2 separate regions of the Hordeum vulgare genome follow, and region 2 is linked to region 1. A link is a contact called in public Hi-C data. All regions are on one chromosome and are shown on one strand. Each heading gives the region's core, a stretch centred on a gene start, on an enhancer-like site or on the middle of the called end of the contact. The rest is flanking DNA. Distances are from core to core; before and after follow the strand shown. Region 1 holds the start of LOC123436971 (probable NADH dehydrogenase [ubiquinone] 1 alpha subcomplex subunit 12). Region 2 holds the start of LOC123437114 (cyclin-dependent kinase E-1).

Region 1 (4,310 bases), core at 254-2,753:
AAAACCAAGCATTCCTTCCTGCAAAACTGGAGAGATGGGAGGGAGGACTTACAATAGGTTTCCATCCCCAAGGCATTTTCTGCAAATAACACCATATTACAACATTAGAAGCATAAACAAAGAAACACATGTGCAATTTAGCTCTTTTTTCCCCTCCTACTATGGAATTCTAAGAGAGCTATATCATTTTAGAAATTTAAAAACAGTCCAGAGAATATCGACAAGAAGAGGATAGTGTACATGGTGATGCTCATTTAACAAAAAGCAATACAACTATTGCATTTAGAAAATTGAAAAGAGCATACGCACACGCTTAAGTGTGCCTGTGCACTGGGCAGAGGCAAAACGCCTAGCACTTAATCGCGTTTAACATGCACTTAATTGCACTTAAGCATGTGCTTTGGTCAGAAAAGGGCAAGGTGGAGACAAAACACTAGCTCAGCGCCTAGCGCTTAAAAAAACCTTGGAAAAGAGTGAAAGTGATTCCTTCTAAAAATTGGGGACTCCAACTTGAAGCTGCAGATTGTAACCAGTATTCATCAGCCATCGCACTAAACTGCGTTCTCTGATGGAAGGATATACTTATCAAGTTATCACACAGCGGAGAGTCGGAGATACCTTAACGCGGGAGTCCCCGCAACTGTTTGATCTAACTGCAATGCGTACATAGGTTTCAAAGTATTCTATTTCTGGGATGCTAAGGTCCTGCTATAATCAAAAAGCATTATGTGGAAGCTAAAAGCACATGAAAAATATTAAACGAGCAAATGAGTACAGTGGCCAACCAATGGTATGAAAATTTGAATGTCCCTCGCTTTCTGGTAATGTTGTGTCGTACTCATTTTTTTCTGGAAGATCTGTCGCGTTGTAATTTACTATCGAGGAAATTGATAACGTGGGCAGAGGCATTTGTGTACCAAAGGATTTTGTCTTAAGCTACCTGCTACCTAGACCAAGAGGAAGGAACAGTTGTGCTTCTGTTTCCAGACCTTGCAATCCCAGCAGAGTAATTTCGAGATATGCAGGTTTCTGTGTAATTTGAGGCAGCAGATGAACATGTGATATTGCATATTCATTTGGTTTCATTAATATTGACGCGAACGAAATTACCGATCCAACAATCAATCGGTAAAATGATGCGCGGCGAGGCATTCGAAGTTGAAGAAGAAGCCCTAGATGATAATCGGATGGGATTTTGACCCAACAGCCGCAGGAGGAGCATGGACGAATCTCAGATCCGAGGGAGGGGGGGGGGGGGGGGGGGGGGGGGGGGGCGAGTCTTACAGGTATCCCTCGTCGCGGGCGTAGCGGAGGAAGTTGGCGAGGCCCTTCTCCTTGATGCCCTGCCACACGCTCCGAACCACCGCGGCCATGGATGATACCTTCGCTTCCTGCGCCGCTCCCCCTCTGATTCCTCTCAATGGCCGATGCGACGCGACGCCCCTCTCTCTCTCTGATGGAAGGTAGGAGGAGATAGGCGAAGCGGACCAGGACGGTATGGGCCGGCCCACTCTCTTCTCACTCACTCCATCATCCACGAAAAAAAATAACGAGCCAGCATTTTGCAACCGGGCCGAGCCACGTTGTTATGCATTCTTCTCCCTGCTCCATAAAAAGAAAAAGAAAAAGAAAGTACACGGGGTATCCAACACAAACTTGATTATATAATCAAACAAAAAGAAAAAAACAGCTAGATTTCGATGGAAGCAAATTTCAACATACCAACTGGATGGGATGAACAGTAGTTAATTCTATTTGGTGTAAGTTATGAAAATTACCTTGTCTGATAAAGATCAAAAGACTATTCGGTTCCTCTCCGCTCCGTCGACTCCACTCCCGGAGCGAAGCAGGGTAAAGATCATTTTGAAGGAGCGGCTCACATTCAGCTCCACAGCTCCGCGGAGTGGAGAGATTCCGAACAAGGTCTAAATATATTTGGCATGCGTTACATAGCACACTCTTGTGCCGTTTTACGCTTGCTAATAGATACATGAAAGTCTTGTCCATCCAGTGACGAATCTAAGGGTTGAGCCCTCTTCAAAAATTGAAAAACTAAATTTACAAGTATTCATCATAAAAAATAACATTATTTGAACTAAAAAACTGAGAGTTAGTGTATTGTTCTTCACACTGTTAACATTGATCCCTCCCCCTTTATTCTCTTGCAAGATTCGCCACTGTGCCCGCCTGCCCTACTTGCTCCTCTGATCCAAAAGATATGAATCATTTCAAAAAAAAAAATCCAAAAGATATGAAGCATATGTTATTTCTCTTCAACAAAGCAAGGGTGGTTTGAAAAAGGATGGAGATGGACAATATTATTTATAAAGCCTATGAAGTAGATCGTGCTAGAGAGACGGTATTGGAGTATTTATTTCTTCTGACAGAACATAATTTGTGTATCATGGGTACTCGATATGCACGTAAAATGATTGTCATCTAGTCTGGTATTTGCGGTGGAAAAGACGTAAATTGATTCACACGGAGACAACTCAAAATGCGTACACCCGATTTCTATGGGCATCCATGCTCTTACGACCAATTATGTTACTACTTTCTCTCCGAAGGTTTTCCCATGAAAAGAAGGGTTGGTCTGCCCTCACATAAGTTTTGTTAAATTTAATATTGATGATTCTCTTTATAATGGCATGCTTAGGGGTACGACGGGGGTGGTCATAAGAGATGACAAAATCAGATTCATCCTTAGAGGAATGAAAATATAGATTGGCACGCGAATGTCTTGATGGTTGAAGTTTTGGCCCTTAAATTCGGTCTATCATATGCATAAAGGACGGGATGCAATCGTGTTATTATTAATTCGGATAATCTAAAGATGATCGATACCATGAAGAATGGAGGATGGTAGGCGGCGGCGGTGACGGTCTTTGACGATTGTTTATATTTTACTTATGATTACCCCATTTCTAGGTTCGAGCATTATAATATAGAAGTAAATAAAGCTGGTCAGAAGATTGCTAGATTAGCTATATCTTTTTCCTGGTCGGTTTGAGAGCCATTAAATAACATTGTACAGATTCCTTCGTGGCACTGGTAGGTATGAATGGGGGAGAGTTTAACCAGGTCGGCATATGGTCACTTGGTTGCAGAGATTAGGCATCACATGGTTAAGCAAGAGTTTATTTCTTTGAAAATTAAGCGTGAGCAAAATAGGGTAGCATATCGGTTGGCTTTGTATAGTCGTACGGAGAGTACTACTACTGTATGGTCTGGTAGAGATCTTGTTCGTGTGAAGGAGTTGGTGCCTCTTGATTGTAATCCTATGAATATGGAATAAAACTCTTTTACCATAAAAAAAACACTATAAATATCCTCATAAACCACGTATGGTTGTTACAAATGAATACAGCTTGCGTTTTATTTATTTATAAATAAAAAAACTCCAGCTCTGCAACCCTATAGCTCAAGCTTAATTCATGAGGGCCACTCCGTCGGCCACATGCAGCAAGCTATGCTACCCCTCCATCAAACGATCATCGCTCCACCACCACGTACGTCGTCCCGGCCGGGAAAGAGGAAATATATGGGGAACAATCATTAGCAGTATACTAGTTCAGATTCTTCTGCACAGATTATAGCTCGCTAGCTTAGCTACTAGACCGTCGAGTGAGTGTGCGCACGAACTCGATCGTCCATGGATGGATGGATGGGCTAAGGCGAAGTGACGGATTGATGGGCCTGTGCAGCTCCATCCAAGTGGGTAAAAGCCGGGCGGGCGGCCGACCTATGCCATCCAATCTTTTCGAAAAAAGTCCATTTTAAACCCTGAATTCGTAGAGGTCGGTCGATATAAACCCTCAAGTTAAAATCCCGGTCGATTGTACCCTGAACTATGCAATTCCGGTCTAAATCAAACCTTCTGACCATTTTCCAAACAGGGATCGTTGATGTGCCACACGATGACCGGGATTGGGCCGGCCCAGTTTATGGAAGCGCGTTTTTTCGTTCGTTTTTTTGTTTTGTTTTTTTGTTTTCTTTTCTGTTTTTCCTTTCATTTTATTTTTTCCTTTTTCTTTTCTGATTTTTTCCTTCTGATTTTATTTTTATTTTTTGTTTTTTCGTTCTTTTATCCTTTCATTTAAATTTATCTTTTTTGCTTTTATTTTTGGTTCTTTTTTCCTTTCGTTTTTCTTTTTTTCCCTTTTTCCTTTTCTTGTTCTTTTTCCTGTCTTTTTTTGGGTTCTTTTTTCCTTTCATTTAAATTTTTCTTTTTGGTTTTCCTTCCAATATGAATGGCAGTACATAATAATAATATGTAAAAACATATATTTGTTTTGTTATGTCTGGCAGGA
Region 2 (4,258 bases), core at 1,401-3,900, 560 kb after region 1:
GCTCCAAAGCTTGTGCAGCTGTAATACGCTTTCGAGGGTCATACCTGAAACATGAGGAATACTAGGATAATAAACCAACACATAGTAGTACAAAAAAGAACCAAAAATATGTTCATCAAGCAATGTAATGTTGACTCCAACAAGCTAGAGAGCAAGAGACATACTCGAGCATTCTCGAGAGAAGGTCAAATGCAGGACCCTTCTGCGGCAAGTGAACAATAGTATGAAGACCTGTGTTCTCACTGCAAGGGAAAGATAACGGTATATTAAGTCAAGTAATAATAAAAGCAATATTTAAGGCTTCTTAGAGCAGCTCAACAATGTTCAACATACTACTTATGCCCCTGAATGTGTTGCTGGTCATTTTGCCAGCATGGAAGATTTGCAAGGGTAGGCCACTTCTCGACTGTAGGATGACCTTCAGAAGAATTGGGTTATTATTGTAAGTATATTTCTGAGGACCATGACAAATCAAACAAGACAAGCAAAAACAAGGAATACATACCTAAGACCTTAAAAATCTTGTCTAGTTGATCGAGCTACAAGACATGTGTAAATCAACTGTGAGATATACCAATGGCATAAACGGAGGAAAGTTACTTGAGACATGATCATCATGTAAAATATAACAACTTTAGCCTAGTGATATAATCTAAAAACAAGATGGCAATACTAACTAACTGAGTGTAACTGCCCATACTTGGAAAGGGTTTGGAGTAGCTTTCGCTTCAACACCTTGGAACAGTGGTTTCAATGTAAGCAATTCGGCAAAAATGCAACCAACTGCCCACATGTCTGGAGATGGTTAAGAGAGTAACAGAATTAATGAAGAAAAGTAGATAGTAAAAGGATCTGCTTTTGTCTCCTTGCAAGGATACCAACAGCACTTGTGTAGTGTTTAGCTCCAAGTAACAGCTCAGGTGCACGATACCAGATAGTTACAACAACCTGAAATATATTTCAAATCAGGGAATTAGCATAATACATTACAGTGTCAAAAGTACTGCGGAAATATACCATTACCGCCTCAGCTGTTTATGAAGCAATGTTGTACAAAATAATACTACCACGTGCCCTAATTAATGTACAATTAGAGATAAATTTAGATGGTTTAAGAGGGTACTATTATAAGACTTAATGTGGATACTCCTAGGCTGTCAATGGACTCCAATCAATGGCCAAAATTGCAGTCAGATACTTGAACTCAAACATTCAAAATCGGTGCACTGTGTGATAATATATTTGATGCAATTGCAAAGTATAAGCTTTGAGTCTATAAGAATAGGGGGAACCTGAGAATGCTAGTGGTAACTTGGCAGAATGAGTGAATGACTGCAATCCATTACCAAAGTACCATCCTTTGGTTCCCTCACATTACTTGAAATAGGAATGTAGATAGAGCTACTCACCCCATTGTCACTTAGTGGTTTCAGTGGAGCTTGATATATCCTAGCCAGGCCAAAATCAGCAATCTTTATAATTCCATGTTCTTCTCCCTCTCCCATGACCTACTGGGGCACACCATTGCAGCATGCTTAGCAAGCAAAAGAGACAATACTGGACAGATTTGCGTATCAGCGTGAAGCATGAAGCAACATACCAGTATATTAGAAGGCTTGAGGTCTCGATGGATAATCCAGTTACTGCAGAAGGGGAGACAGGTAGGATAGATCAGATTTTTATAGGATTGACCCAGATAAACGTTGCATATATTTGCAGTAAAGACATCACAGCTTATGGAGAATCATGCTATTCGACTTGTTAATTGAAAATATAGACATACCTATGGAGATAGTTGAGGCCATTGAGCAGTTGCCAGAGCAAGGATTTGACTGTGTATTGGTTAATGGAGAGGTTAAGCTTCTCTCTGTGATGCCGGATAACCTCCTGCGGGTTGAGCAGCGCTTCGTTAACTAATTATTCCATCGGAGTTGGATTTGAATTTCATAGTAAGATGTTGACAGGAATGAAAAAGGCACATATGAGCAGGAGACGGGAGTTGCATACATAGAGGTCATGCTCGGCGTAATCAAAGGCGAGATAGAGGGACATGTCTGCGTGGTTGATGTGGACGTTGACGAGCTTGACGACATTTTCGTGGTTGATCTCGCGCAGGAGCTGCAATCAAAGGGCAAGCGCAGGGAGAGGGATTACAGTCCTATATAGCCAGGGTGTGGAACGCCACGAAGGAATGAAGCAACCGGCGGCGGCGGCGGCGGCGACGGGTTACCATGATCTCTCTGATGGCGGTAGGCGAGACGCCATCGCCCTCCTTGGACTGCTTGAACTTCTTTATGGCGATGGGGGAGCCGCGGCGGCCAGCGGCCTGGGGATGCGTTGGCTTTAGGCGCGCGAGGAAGACGAGGCCGTAGGTGCCCTCGCCGATCTTCCCCACCAGCTCGTACTGCTGCAGCCACGCGGGGCGGTTTGACCCTCCGCCGCGGCCGTCGCCCATCGCCGCCGACGGCAGCCGACCAAATCCCTCTCGTTCTTCCTCTTCTTCCTTTAGAGAGGAAACAGCAGAGAAACACGGCAGAGCTTGCGCAGAACAAACGGATCAGCTAGGCTCGCCTCGGGAGGAGCCGGCGACCTAGGGTTTGGGCCCCGCCCGAATCGGAGTGAGAGAGGGATTGGGGGATCGGATGGGGGCGGGCAGGCTGGGGAAGAGAGTGTTTTTGCAAAATATGCAGCGTGGCCTGTATCCTCACCTTTGGCTGCTGATCGGATGGTAACGGTCAGTTTCGATTTTATTTTTATCTGAGGTCAGCTTCGATTTATGAGTCCACAGCTTTGGTTTATGAATTCATACCTTCTCATTCTTTTTTTTTAAAGGAAATACCTTGTTTTCATTCTAAAAAAACAAAGATTTCATGCCTTTTTCTTGCACATCAACAATAGTTTTCGTTTTATTAGAAGAACACTTATAATAACTTTCTCAAAATATTCTTATTCCATAGGTATGCAAACATGTAGTGTGTATAGAAGCACGGTAACTTGCCCTTCGTTTATCCCTTTTGAATTGCATGTATTTTTTGACTCGCAAACCAACTTATGGTTGAATGATTAGGAGGATAGTGGTATCTCGTGTCCATGAGAGTTCAAGTCCCACGCTTGGCATCGGTGCTTGCATTTTACTGAATTTATTTCACGCCTTCCGTGATGTGCGTTTAACGGGAGGAGACGTTCTCATCGACTACGAAGGCGTATGTGGCAACTTTATCATTCTCAACATGATGTGTCGGCTCGGTCTTTCAAAGATGCTCATAGGGATAAGGTATGTGTGTGCGCGTTCATATGGGTGAGGGTATGCTCGTGCATATGAACGACTTCAATTATACTATGTTTAAAAAAATATTTGGACTCGCATCCCAAGTAACAACCTTGCTGGGAGGAGGGTAGTTGTATCGCTCAACGTATTTGTCTCTTAGATGCACACTTTTTCCTTTTTGAGGGACCCTTGGAGGCATATGTTGTTTGCATGGATACAACATCAACATGTATAGATTGGTATTGATGGTCATGCATCTCTATTCTCATTGATATTTCAGTTGGCCCACTCTCTTTCCTCACGCGCCACTCGCATTACTTTTTTCCTATACAACGTGTACTCTTCTCTTGGGTACGTGTCGATTTGAGTAAAACAAACGTTTGACTAGTCATAAATTCAATCATCATGTCAAATTGAGAACTAAGTCATGGTAGTTAACACCCCGAGAGCAAAATAGGGATATATTATCGTTTGAAATCCCACATAGTTGGGTTGTACCTTCCTCGAGTGTCAGATGCGATGTTGTCTGGTTGTTTAAATCATGCCTCCTTGGAAAGAACTAGGAAAACGGAAAATAATCACTACTACATGAAGGTCCTAGGATGACACATCAATCAGAGATTCTTCGATCAGACTGTGTGCATGCATGAATCGTAAATGGTATAGTACTAGCTCCATCGCCAATACAACAAACTGTGTGCAATGGTTTGTCCACGAGGCACTATTCAGATGAGACTTGCATGTGTGATGCATGGCATACAATTGGTCATTAGAAACTATTTGCGATTAGCCAAGATGACACAAACGGTTAACAAAAGACATATGTATGCGAAGTACGCCATACACTTCGCTCGAATAAACTCTCTGCGCTGATTGAGAAGAACAAACAAGTTAGCATAAGAAGGTGTGGGTGATACCCCGCAAACAGTTCATTCATCATAATTGTGTGGGAAAACCAATAATAACCCAAATGATCTATCGTGACAAGAT

Evidence for each region. A called contact is a pair of places that touch in the nucleus more often than the background predicts.
Region 2: a contact with region 1 is called in a Hi-C map of seedling, with 5 times the contacts expected there. The contact joins the promoter of LOC123437114 here to the promoter of LOC123436971 in region 1. A contact is called at or near these places in 3 of 6 Hi-C or Micro-C datasets (leaf and seedling) and 1 of 1 datasets of contacts at active chromatin or transcription factors (embryo).

Annotation. Positions count from the first base shown.
Region 1 is chr1H:359,797,329-359,801,638 of MorexV3_pseudomolecules_assembly, forward strand. It overlaps LOC123436971 (probable NADH dehydrogenase [ubiquinone] 1 alpha subcomplex subunit 12), which reads right to left and starts at 1,504. Exons shown (of 5, transcript XM_045115674.1): 1 at 1,285-1,504; 2 at 53-79. The coding sequence starts at 1,373. It also overlaps the pseudogene LOC123399235.
Region 2 is chr1H:360,360,937-360,365,194 of MorexV3_pseudomolecules_assembly, forward strand. LOC123437114 (cyclin-dependent kinase E-1) reads right to left here and starts at 2,651. Exons shown (of 15, transcript XM_045115685.1): 1 at 2,231-2,651; 2 at 2,008-2,118; 3 at 1,784-1,887; 4 at 1,601-1,643; 5 at 1,410-1,508; 6 at 879-948; 7 at 701-795; 8 at 506-539; 9 at 334-418; 10 at 165-242; 11 at 1-44. The coding sequence starts at 2,455.